2 separate regions of the Gossypium arboreum genome follow, and region 1 is linked to region 2. Evidence: chromatin contacts called from public Hi-C data. All regions are on one chromosome and are shown on one strand. The core of a region is the stretch at or near the end of the contact, and the rest is flanking DNA. Distances in the headings are between cores, read along the strand shown.

Region 1 (6,819 bases), core at 368-2,867, 170 kb before region 2:
GCATGAGTTGAAAATCCATCTCAATTCTTAAATCTTAAATGTCAAAACTGGTCATCAGCATGCAAACGACTTGGCTGTATAACTTCCGCAATAAGTTATGCTGTCATCATACTATGCCTCAAATCAAATATATAGGTTACCCATCCACAGAGAGAAATGCATGTATAGGCATAAATAACATCATCTCATTCTGCCAAATACATTAGACAGTTTGTGGAGAGGAGAGACCAAAAAACAATCATTAATTGTAAGAACAGATTACGCCTGGCCTATATGCTTCTATGCCACCTTAACTAGAAACTATTTCACAGGATTGATTGCCAAATACTCAAGCATGCACTTAAACATCAAGTTTTGAACCAAAAAAATTGGAGCCAAGGGAATAGGAACAATAAATCTTCTCATTATCAGCATATGATGATTTAGTTATGTTGCTGCTTACTATAAAAGTTTTACATTTAAAAAAGAAAAAACGGTTTCTTAATTAAAAACCATTACTAAGCTTATTAAAGACAAAATAAAAATAAAAAGCTTACCAGAATTAGTTGTTTCACTAGCTGTCTTATCACGATAGCGTCTGTTAGTGTGGCTTCGGCTGCCATTTGTAACAGTACTCCTAGTTTCTTCAACTCCAGAAGATTCAAACCCCTCATCCACATCAACAGATGCCGCAATGCAGGTTATTTTTTCTTTTGGAACCTTGAATCCATCATCAACTTTAGGATTTCCTTGCTTCTCTCTAGCACCAACGTCCAAACCTAATAACTTAAAAAAATTCAATCAACAAACAGAAGGCGAATTGGAGGCAGAAATACCTTAAAGAAACATTCAACTGCATGCTGTAATGGTATCCATAGGAAGAAGAAAACGGTAAGGTATTTCAGATAATTTAAAATGTAAAAGTGCCAAGCAAATTTGGGCAACAGAACTAATATGTCATTACTTTTTTTTTTCTCTTTTTTTAGACAAAGAGAGAATTGAATAGAATCATGGGTCATGGTAAGATATCAGAGAAAACAGAGCGGTGAAAGTACTCTCAAGAACAAAACCATCAGAACAGACCGTACACGGAGGAGCAATTATTACTATGAAAGCTGAATAAGAGCACAAAAAACACTACTTTAAAGAAAAATTGCTATCCAAAGTCACAGAAAACATAGCTAAGTAGAAGAAAACCAAAAGAATCAGGTCATCTAAAAATTTCACCCCCAAACCCTAAATTGATACTTGTACATGAACAAGATTTTGAAAGTGAAGCGGCAAGACTACTAGCAAACTTACTCATAGTTAATCTATACAATAAGGTTGAGATGAATGATATATCCTTCGTTTCCCGAACTCAGCAATTTGGGATGCAGTACCCAACACGATCCGACAGGGATTCCAACACGGGATACGGGTCAGATCCGGAAAAAAACAGCGGACACGGCGGTGTGGAAGAACTGAGATGAGAAGAGAAGAAAAGGAACAAAAAAAAAATTGATTTGCCGAGACGAGAGGGAGACGGACGATGGTAGGATGAAGATGATGATAGAAGAAGGGAAAAGACTTCAAATAATTGAAAAAAAGAACTTCCCGTGTAATGAATGCAGTACCCTATATTTGTATTTGGTTTAAATATGTGAGAGGTGCCTATACTCTTTTGAAATTTAAAAGGACGTCTCTACATTTTAGTTTTGAGATATTAAATTTTTATTTTTTAATTTAAAAACTTTATTTCTTCATCTAATTTTGCGGTTAAATTATTAACGTAGCAATTAAAAATGGCAAAATAATTTTGTAGTCTTCAAAGTTTATAATTTTTATTAATTTGGTTTTATAATTTTTACTAATTTAGTCCTTATTTTTTAAAAGTATATAAATATTATAAAAAATTTAAAGTTTAAAAAATTAAAATCTTTTAAAATTCATTTTAAAATTTTATATCATGAAGAATATAAAATTTTCAAAATTTAGAAAAATATATATTATTTACTCTTTAAATGATAATTAGAAATGTTCACTAGTAGTAGAACCCACCTAGCCCAAAATAGGGTTAGGGTTAGATTTATATTTTTTAACCTTAGGCTAGCCCAACTCAACTTGTTTTACCATTTAAAATAATAAAAATGTAAACAAGTTATATTGATATTATTTTTAATAATTAAATTTAAATATAATTTTTTTATTGTTTTTAAACAATGAAATGAGTGATTCAAGTAAAGCGAGCTTGAAGTTGGAAAAGTTTTTGAAATTAGGCATTGGCATAACCTGGTCTGGCTTGGCCCACTAATATTTTTAATGGTAATAAAACTTTTGCAAAGTTTGAGCTATTCAATCAATTCTTATTCGATCACGGCGAGGGGCAAGGCAAAATAGAAAAACTCACATTGTGTTTAAGCATATTCAGGCTTGAACTGATACTTCCAACACGTCAAGGTGACACTCTACCGCTGAGTTATGTCCCTTTCCCACCCTCAGCAAGAAATAGAACTGACTAATCCTAAGCCAAAGGATCAGGAAACTCAACAATGCTACTACTATTGAACAACTTGGCACAACTGGGGTATCCTAGATGTAATACCTCCTACCAGTATTCATTGCTGAAATAGGGTATGAGGCATTGGCGGAGTTTACGAATTAATTTTTTTACTCAATATAGCCCCTTTATAGATATTTAACCTTCCCTGCAATATTAAACCGAGACTAATCCACATCAACCAATCCAATTCAACATATTTTCAAGATAGATTCATGCATTTTTATAAGATAACCTCATCACATACCAAAACCAAGATTTGTTAGCCATACCAATAGCTGACCTTACATTCATATCACATTAACATTTACTTTATTAGCTTATACATGCCATTGATTTCCAAAATCAAGTTTCTTGATATACCAAAATCTTGAAGTTGATAGTGTGATGTATCTCCGACCAAGTCCGACCTCCGAGCTCTTAACACTACAAAACAGGGAAAAAGGAAATAGGGTAAGCACTTTGTGCTTAATAAGCTCATGTAACAAGAATTATACTTATCTAATATTTTCAATACAGTGAAATAAACATTCATATATCCATTCAATGCATTATTACCCTAACATGCACAAACTCAACATTCAAGTTAGTACAATGATTTCCATGTGTCAATAATATATATACCATGATTGATGAGCTCATCAATACCATGATTTCCATTCCCTTATTATTTTTCCATATTTATCCCGTTGAAGTTCTTGGAATTTTCGATGGATTTTCAGAGGTACACTTTTAGTGTACATTTCCGGGTCCGTCAATTCATATACATGTGAGCACATTTCCATTTCAGAGAGCACACTTCCGCAAACCTCATCCTTACAGTGGGATTACCAATCCAGGCTAAATCTCTTATAATATAAACTCATAGAGTATTGTCGGAATTACTAGTCCAGGCTAAATCCCCTACAACGACAATTACTCTAATGAGCTTGGATCTGAATTACCAGTCTAGGCTAAATTGAGACCTAATTGGATTACCGTCCGGCTAAATCCATTTTACACATATTCTTCTGGAGGGCTATATCAGATAGGATCACCCGTCCGCTAGATCCTTTTTACCGTCAATTCCTTTTTAGAGATCCATCGAATTTTCCTTTCATTCAACCGGGATTTCTTCCCCTTTTTATCAAATATATCAATGTTTCATCAATTTTCATACAATGAACATTCAAATTATATTCATCAATAACATACATTTCAAGTATTTAAGAATATAATTCAAGTTACATGAACTTACCTCGATACTTGTTCATATACACAAATCTACTGATCCCAAACTTTTTCTTTTCCTCGATCTAGCTTCGTATTTGAATCTTCTGGATCTAAATAAATAAATTTAATTATCAATTTAATACATTTCATGTTCATATGCAACATTCTCTATAATTCCACTATTATTTATAGTTCATTCAAAGCTGTCTACTTGAGTCATAGTCACTAAATTATTTTTATCTTGAGCTACAAAACTCCAAATTAGGATCCGCTAATTTTTCCTGCAACTAGACTCACATATCTTCTTACCATAAAATTTTTAGAATTTTGGTTTAGCTAATAAGTACATTTTATTCTTTAAAGTCACCCCTGTTCTGTTGTCTGACAGTTTTGACCCTTCTTCATTAAAAATTAATTATCTCTTCATACGGAATTCGAATGATGTTCTTGTTTGTTTATCTTAAAAATATACTCATTCTGGATTATAGAAATATAAATTTAAGCCCCTAACTATTTTTCTTCAATTTTTTATGATTTTTCAAAGTCAGAATAGGGGAACCCGAATTCATTCTGACCTTGTGTCACAAAATTTATTATATCTCATAATTTACAATTCCATTGCTTACACCGTTTCTTTTATGAGAAACTAGACTCAATAATATTTAATTCCATTTTTTGTTCATCTTTTAATTCTATTTCTACAATTTATGGTGATTTTTCAAAGTTTTCCTACTGCTGCTGTCCAAAACTGTTTTAGTGCAAGCTGTTTATTACCATTTTTCCCCTAGGCTTTTAATAAATGATAATTTCGTCCCTACTCAATTAGCCTCTCAATTGAGCTGATTTTTCTCAATTAACACTTTATTCTATCACCTTAAACTAGTTTACAACCTTTGGAAATCATAATTTCAGCACTAGACTTTAATTCCAAACATTTTCACAATTAGGTCCTAAAAATCAATTTCTATTACAATTACCTAATAAAATCATCTCATAAACAAATTAAAGCTTCAATTTCATTCTATTTCATCATAAACTTACAGAGCTCAACCATGGTGACTTTCAATTTCATCCATGAAATCAAAAACTAATGAATTTAATAGTAGGACCTAGTCGTAAAAGTCTTAGAAACACATAAATTACAAGAAATAGGCAAGGATTAACTCACTTGGCGCAAAAATTATGAAATACCAGCTTAAAGAACCCCTCCTATGGACTTATTGGCTGATGAGAATGAAGAGAAATGAAGAGAAATCTAGATATTTCCTATTTAGTCCTATCTTTATTTAGTTAATTATGCAATATTCCAATTTTGCCCTTAAATCATCAATTTTCCTGCTAATTTCATACCCTTGCCATCCAGCCCAAATAAATTTTGGGTCTAATTTCCTTTTAAATCCTTTCTCATTAGACACTTAAGCTATTTAATCATTCTAGTAGCTTTTACACCTTTTTCAATTTAGTCCTTTTCATTTAATTGACTACCCAAACATTAAAATTTTCTAACGAAATTTTAATACCACATCACTAACATTTCATAAATATTTATAAAAATATTTTCAACTCGGTTTTATGAGATCAAGGTCTCGATACTTTGTTTTTACCCAATTCTTTCAATAATTCCTTTTTTTCTAACTAACCATTAAATCGGTAAAATTTTTCTATTGATATTTTAATACGATTTTCTTATCATATAAATATTCATGCAAAAATATTAAAATAAATTTCTCTTTAAATCAGATTTGTGGTTACCAAAACCACTATTACGATAACCTTGAATTTAGGCTATTACACTAGACTTGAACCAGAGACCTCGCCCGTGAAGTAAATCATTGCACCTATGGTCCAACAAATTGGGGGAGAATCAATACATTCTTTTTCGGAAGCAATTCATTCTTCCCGAATGCAGCATAAAACTCTTTGTTGTACTACGCTCTCCAAGTGTGCTTGTTCCTCCCTTCTTCCTTACCATGGTAAGTATTTATGAAATAAGAAATAACTCCGATGGGAAGAAAAAAAAAAGGCGTTAAGAGACCCTCTTGGCCCAACCCTAAACATCTAAGATCCTTTTTTCAAACCTTCTCCGACTTTGAGTCAAGAGATAGATAAATAGACACATCCTATTCCACTGATCGAGGGCGTTCGTAGTGACTAAGGGGGTCGAAGACCAAGAAGTGAATTATTTATCAACTAAGCATTCTTCTTAAGGCTAGATCCAATCTCTTAGTCCCTGCAGAAAAGAAAAAGAATTTCATGTTCTTCCTATCGGGAAGGGAAGATTAGGAAAACCCTATTGATTGCAACTTTCTTTAGACCTCCGGAAAAAGCATAAAAAAAAAAGCTCGAATGGTACGACCTCTCCGTCACCCCAGAATGAAAAGGGTAATATCATAGTTCTTTGTAACACCCCTAACTCATATCTGTCACCAGAACAAGGTTACGGAGTATTACCAAAGTTTACAAAACAAATACAATTGATTCATATCATTTACTATTCATATTCGAAATCAACCATATTATCCCTTAAATGGGCCCTAAAGGCCCATAATATGTATTTAAAATAAGTCAGGACTAAACCGGGAACTTAGAGAATTTTTCGCAAAATCTCAAAAATTTTCCAAGGTGCAAGGGACACACGTCCGTGTGGCCAGGCCATGTGTCTCACATGGTCGAGAGACATGCCTGTGTCTTAGGCCGTGTGGACATTCGAAATAGGGATACACGACCGTGTCCCAGCCCAGGTCCAAATTAGGTGGTTACTGACCACAGCCAAGTAACACACCCGTGTGCTAGGCTGTGTGAACTTTTTAATTTACATTAATTAGGTGCAGGGTCCACACGGCCAAGTCACACACCCTTGTGCCAGGCTGTATGCCACACACGGCTGAGATACACACCCTTGTCTCTACCCGTGTGAAAATATCTGAGCATTTTATTTTGCAATTTTAAAGATGCAAGGGACACACGGCCGAACTACATGCCCGTGCGCATGGCCGTGTGTCACACACGGCTGAGACACAAGCCCGTGTCTCTGCCTGTGTGGACAAAATAAGGCCATTTCCGAGCCTTATTTCTCACTTAAACTTATC
Region 2 (7,052 bases), core at 971-3,470:
ATAAGAAACTAGACTCAATAAGCTTTAATTCCATATTTTATTCATCCTCTAATTCAATTTCTACAATTTTTGGTGATTTTTCAAACATAGACTACTGCTGTTGTCCAAAATAGTCTTAGTACAAAATATTGATTTACTTTAATTTCAATTTAATCCTAACTAAATTCACTTACTTTTCTATCTTAATTCATACTTCATTTCTACTAAATTTTTAACCAAACTTAGACATAATTATCTATTTTTCATCATAAAACCATAATTTCGAAATTCTTTCAATTTAGTCCTTAAAGCATAAAACTTATGAATCACTTTACAATTCAATCCTTGTATCATTTTTAACTTGAATTTCTATCAATTTAGCCCTTAATTCATCATTTTATTTAACATGGACAATATCTAGAAATCTAATAACTATCAAAATATCAACTTAATTTCATCAAAACTTTGTTCTAAAACTTCTAAAACATAAAAATTAAGTAAAAAGGGCTTGATTGACTTACCTATTAAAGCTTAAAGCTTCAAACCTTAAATTTTCTCTTTTCTCCCTTTCTTTCTTTTTCTCCCCTGCTCTCTGTTTCGTTTCATTCTGTTTCTATTTCCTTTCTTTTGTTTCTTTAGTTTATATAATATAATATAATATAATTAAAACATAAAATATCTTTATTATATAATAATATAATAATATAATAATATACTAAACATAAAAAAATCTTAGATTTTCTTCACGGTACACCGCCTCAATTTATACTTTTGTATAATTTCCTTTTAGTCCTTTTTATTTTCTTTTAATCTATAATTCAACTTTTACCCTTATTCAATTTAGTCTTTTTCTTAATTACTCTTAATTAAATTAAATTCACTTAATTAAACTCTAATTAACTACTCATTTTACTTCGTAAATATTTTTTTAAAAATATTTACGAATCCATTTTTCAGAAACGGAGACCCGAAAATATTCTTTTTCGGTAACGGTAAAATTCGGGTCATTACAGTATCACACTACAAAACTGCCATGAAATTGTTGATAATAGTATTATTAAGTCTGTAAAATGACCACACCTTAGATTGTTGAAAATGGTAAATTTTTTATGGAAAATTTGAAAAAGAAAATTGCATTTTTATTTATAATTTTAATTTTTTTTTAAAATTTTCTATGATGACATATAAGATAAAATAGGACCACGTCATCAATAAAAGGCTAAGACCTTGAGGGTTATTTTACTCTGAATAGAAGAGTAAGAGTCAAATTGAGAAAAAAAACGTAAAAGTTGAGGGTTAAATTTATTATTATATCTAATATAAATAAGCATTTAATTCACAATTTTAACTGAGGGACTATTTTGTTCATTCATTTAACATACAAGGATCATTTTGCCTATTTTTCACTAGAGGGACTAAAATGCAATCCCAAATATAAGACATTGACTGCTACAATAATTTTTACCAACAAAAATAATATAGAAAATTATGATGTAATTGTACTTTCTTAGTTAAACACATTTTGTGTTTAAACTTTAAACAACAGAAAGTAATTAAATGAAAATATAATTATAAAATAAAAATTATATCTTTTTGTAATTAAAGAAATAAAATTCTTTTCAATTGTAAAATAAAAATATTACCTTAATAATTACATTTTCATCCAATTAATGCAATGTCCAATCCCACCTTAAATGTAATTTATTTTCATTTTATTTTACTCATAGGTGACGTTTGGTACATTCTCATGATAATATTTTAATGCAATGTGATTTTTGGGAATATTATTACTAAAATATAATATTACAACGTTAGTTATCTGAAGAAAGTACTAATTAAAATCCAAAAAATTACATATGCTTTTGGTTCATTAAATTTTAATAGAATAATGTACATTTATTGTATAATTACATATTTATTATTTTATATAAAATTTATTAATTAAAAATTGAACTTAAAGTAAAATAATAAACTTGAAAACAGATTTATTAATTAAAAATAAAAGGGCTTTAAACATGTAAAAAACTTAAAATAACATGAAAAAAAGTTAAGAAGATAATCGAATTTAGGTCACACAAAAAAAAAAACATCAACGTTAATCATCGAGAATGAAGAAAGTATTTTTCAAAAGCAAGTTTGATAGGAAGAGCTTTCTAAATATTGATAAATTCAGTTTATTTTCCCTAATTTATAAATTTACTTTTATATAAATATAAATATATTTACTAATAAATAAGATATCCCTTTTTTGAAAGGTTGGTTTTATTGAAGACCGAGATATTAGCTGCAAGCCCGACCCGACCAGATTGGACGTGGGCTAAAGTTTCCAAACAGGGATAAACCCTAAACCCTAGCATCCCTCTCCTTGCTGCAGATATAAATTTCGTATGTGTATCTAATTCAGAAATTAAAAATATAATAATAAAATTGCCATGGGGAAGGGGAAGGGGAAGGGCAAGCAGCGGAAGCAGATAATTCTGCCCCCGGAACTCCCACCAGAAATAGCAGATGATGATATTGAAGTCTCTGACGAGGACCTTAAATTCTTGGATGAAAACAAAGACTACGCTGGCTTCGTCTCTCGCTTGGACACTCATTCTATTAACAAGTCCATTTCTTCTCTTTTTCCTCAATTTTCAAATTCGACTTCTATTTTTAGTTATAAAAATAAAATCATTTGTTATTTGTCGATTTAATTTCTGTTTTGGTTATACATGCTTTGATTTGATATTTGGATAGTGGAAATTAGTTAAAATTTAAAAACGGCATTCGACTGTGGCAACTTGAAATGGGAATTAGATATTTCCATTGAACTTTGTTTTGTGGATTGTTTTGTGGATAGGCAAGTCACTCGGGTGGAGGGTGTGAATGAAGATGCTTTGGAGGCTTTGTATGAGAAGCGACGAAGGAAGACATTGGAGCACAAAGAGAATGAGAAAAGTGTTGTTCAAGTTGATCCTGTTGATGCCCTTCCTGTCAAGAGTTTGGATGGAGAAGTCTACTACCGTACATGTATCTTATTCTTTTCTTGGAAAAAAATGGAAAAAAAAGTTATTTTACTTTCTTTCAGTGCTAAAGAAAGTGTCTTCATTTATGGAAGAGAATGAAATGGTTTATGCTGTTATATAATGCAGTTTCCCAGACAGCAGAAGTGACTGAAAATGAAGGAGACATTGATAAGAGCGTAGTTAAGCTGACGAAAGCTGAAAGGAGAGCAAAGCTTAAAAAAACTAAGAAAGAGGCCAAGAAAATGGGGAAGGAATTGGCTAAAACTGAAGAAGTGCAACCAACTCAACAAGAAGCTGCACTAGTATGTTGTTAGATTGCTCTTCTATGTATCTTTCAATTTAAACAAAAAACTATGAATATTAGATTTTACACTAATGTCTTAGACAATATTGGTGATCTTTCTTAGAGAACGTCTAGGAGTCAAATGGTCCAATATATATTCAATATTCTAAGAGTGCTTGTCTTTTAGGCAGAGGTAAAAGAAGACCTCACGGCTGAGGAAGCATTTGAAGCCAAAAAGCGTAAGCTAGCTGAGCTTGGAATGGCACTACTTGCAGACCCAGAGGCAAACATTAAGTCTCTGAAAGAGATGTTGCAATTTGCCAAAGATGGTGATCACTCAATTGTAAAGCTTGGACTGCTGTCCTTGTTGGCTGTCTTCAAAGACATTATTCCAGGGTACCTATAGTTTTTTTCCTTCTCTACTGCCCCTTAATTACTACTTTTAATTAATCTTCCTGTTCACTGCATTATATTTATATTTTTACTCTAACTTTTGAATGTGCTAAATACAGCTATCGGATTAGGCTACCTACTGAAAAAGAGCTAGAAATGAAAGTTTCCAAGGAAGTTAAGAAAATGCGATTCTATGAATCAACACTTCTTTCTGCTTACAAGGTTTGAACTGCTAACTTTATATGATCAGTTCTTGAGTGGAGTTTGCATGTTGTGGGTATTCAGCAGAATTAAACAGGGTTTTCTACCATCTTTTCTTTTAGAAAGATCACCGTTATCTGAAAGCTTTCAACACGGCTTAATTGGCCTATGGATTTGTGCAACCATATTATGTGCTGATGAATATGAAAAGGTTGTAGAAGCATTGGTCTATTGTGAAGATATGGGCATTCCATCTTCTAGCTGGTTTTATAGTATGTCTAATAATAAGATTTGATGTTTTCCACATCACTCGAGTTTATTTTTAGTGCAATAACTTGTTATTAATTTGGGCATGCATCCTTCATACTATTCATGGGAATTTGCAACAGGGATACCTGCAGAAGTTGTTAGCATTAGAAAAGCAGCCCAGGTTTCATCATGTTGTGGTTCGTTGTATTTGTACTTTGCTTGATGCTGTTCCTCACTTTAACTTCAGAGAAAGCTTGTTAGTAGCTGTTGTCAGAAACATAGGCTCCTCAGATGATGTTGTAAGGTATACTGTATTGATGTTCTTTGAAATGTTAAAAATCCTCAAGTAATTTCTCAAAGGCCTTACAAGTTTTGATGTTATTAAAATGAATTTAATATATTAGTAGAATAATTTGAGCTTGGACAGCACAATGATGTAAAATTGATACAAAAGGTGAGCTTACTTGTTTTTCAAAATTCTAAAACCTACTATAGGATATTGACATATGTGCAATGGCTAAACTGTTGAGGAAAATGAAAGCTTGTTTCAATGTGAAAATCCTCCTATACTTACCTAGTTTAACTATATTTTGGACTGGCATGTTGAATTCCATGGAAGCAATTTAATACTCTCATCTAATGTATTTAGTTTACTCCTCTGATGTATGGGCTTCATTAATATGTGGCTTGTTGCTAATTGGTCTTAAATGTTAGGTCATTTTAAAACTTTAAGCTTGAGATTTTGGAAGATTGATGGCATAGCTGGTTTACGTTCATTGTTCTTTTCTTTTTGATTGTTACTTTCCATATTTGTAAGATCAGGATTTAGTTTGTAGAACCTATTTGCACTGCATATCTTTTGCTACTTTGTTCCAGTGAAAAGAAATAGGCTTGGAGGAGTCATTTCATTGGTACATAACTATTTTTCAGCGCTTCTTCTCTTAAAACAGAGTTATAAGAAGCATAGATTAAAGTATCTAAAAGTCTTCCTTTAGCTTAATTGCTAGACGTGTTTTAGCCTAATGTTTTGCTGCTGCATGATCAAGTGGTTTTTCAGCTGCCACCAACTCTCTCCTCCACTTCACTTCATTTCCTTCCTATCACCGCCTTTATTGTTATAAAATTTCATCCTTTTGGGTGAGTAGAAATTGCTATGCTCGTAAATAAATAGATGGGCTTTAAAGAAGCCAAAAAAAGAAATATTACAGTTATCTAACTGATTAATAGGAAGAGGGGATCTAGGTTAAGTTTTATTTTAATCTTATTAATCATAATGAATCTTTGAATAAAAGAACTTCTAAAATAAACTTTGAGAGATGGTGTTTCAAAAATAGTTGAGAAGTCAAATTATAAGCCAGCTGATAATTTCATATCACCTTATCTAATGAGCTTGAGCTTATGCCAAGGAAAATTAATCCTATTAAACATCCATATCTTTCCCATGATCATTTCATGCATAGAGGAATGGTAATTTTCTGTTGCTTCCTTTAAAAGAAAGGTCCTGTTACTTTTTCTGCTACTCAGCCACTGTGTTATCCTTGCCAAAAGACCAAATCCATATGAATTATGGAGTAGACTACAGTGTATTGTTTCACTTTATTTCTGGCAGATGTCACTTTAATATCGTCAATGAAAATTGTAATGTTCTCTTCCATTCATATTTGAGTTTTCTGCACATCCTGGATAACCTTTGGATAGTTATGTCTTGCACCCTGCTTGAAACATGCCACCATTGTTGCTTCAGTGATGATTGCATGAAGTACGTTTTTGTTGCTTTTGTCTAAAGGGCCTACTACTTGTTTACAGGAGAATTTGTTATTCAACAATTAAGTCACTTTTTACCAGTGAGGGGAAACATGGTGGTGAAGCTACTGTTGAGGCTGTTCGGTTGATTGCAGATCACGTCAAAGTTCATGACTGTCAATTGCATCCTGATTCTGTTGAGGTATTGAATACATTTCTGCTGCATTTATGGTTCTTTGTATGCCTTTTGCTTTTTGTGCAAATAATGGTAAGCTGAAATAGTTGCATGATTAGAATCTGTTTTAATTCCATTTTGTTCAAGTTCCTTTTCCATTTTGTTTCTCCACCTTTTCTCACATGAAAGGGATTTGAAGTTGTTATATGGAATGCAAGTTTGAGCTCGGCAACTGAAGACGTCAGATTGTATTATGAATGTTTGTCTTTAAGATGTTAATAAGATGTGGAAACGTCATCCTCTGTTTTTAACTGATAATCTGCCAGGTGGCCGTTTATCGAATTAGCTACTGATAACTGTTTCCTTATTAATTCACATGATATGTACTTTTTTATGTAACTGTCTGCCTGCTCCTTACTTCCTTTTTCTTTGGTTAATTTTTGATACTTTTCAGGTTTTAATGTCTTTGTCATTTGATGATGATCTTGGGAAGCCTGAAGTTCAAGAAGGTAATAACAAAATGAAGAACAAGAAAAATAAAAAGAGAAAGAATTTTGAGGAGTCAAATCAGCCTCAAGGAAATGACAGAAAGAGAAGTAAGCAAGAGACTATAGCTAAGATGAAGGAAGAGGTATCCCCAAAATAGCTATAATTCTTTTATGTTTGCTTTATCTTTCTTGTTATAAATATTACTGCATTGATGCTTGAATGCTTTGCTCAGGTTGCTGCAGACTATAAAGCTGTTTCCTATACTCCAGATGTTGAGGAACGGAAGAGGATGCAATCTGAGACACTTTCTGCTGTATTTGAGACATATTTCCGCATCTTGAGGCATACCATGCAATCATCTGTAGCCAGGTGTGTTTGGTCCTCACTCATTACACAATTACAATGAACAGTGTGGTTGGTTATTGGTACTCAGTGAGTTTTTCAGTTACAATTTGTTTAAGGCAGTGTGATATGCTGCCTAGTTATCCTATTGATCAATAATGGAGGATAAAAGAAAACCATAAACATGAAC

What was found. A called contact is a pair of places that touch in the nucleus more often than the background predicts.
Region 1: a contact with region 2 is called in a Hi-C map of leaf, with 5 times the contacts expected there. The contact joins the promoter of LOC108463928 here to the promoter of LOC108464171 in region 2. A contact is called at or near these places in 2 of 5 Hi-C or Micro-C datasets (both in leaf).

The regions. Positions count from the first base shown.
Region 1 is chr13:104,823,876-104,830,694 of ASM2569848v2, reverse strand. It overlaps LOC108463928 (pre-mRNA-splicing factor ATP-dependent RNA helicase DEAH7), which reads right to left and starts at 1,617. Exons shown (of 15, transcript XM_053023759.1): 1 at 1,282-1,617; 2 at 537-765.
Region 2 is chr13:104,658,516-104,665,567 of ASM2569848v2, reverse strand. It overlaps LOC108464171 (nucleolar complex-associated protein 3), which reads left to right and starts at 2,220. Exons shown (of 13, transcript XM_017764316.2): 1 at 2,220-2,587; 2 at 2,822-2,991; 3 at 3,114-3,289; 4 at 3,458-3,666; 5 at 3,783-3,885; 6 at 4,254-4,417; 7 at 5,920-6,058; 8 at 6,486-6,662; 9 at 6,753-6,889. The coding sequence starts at 2,412.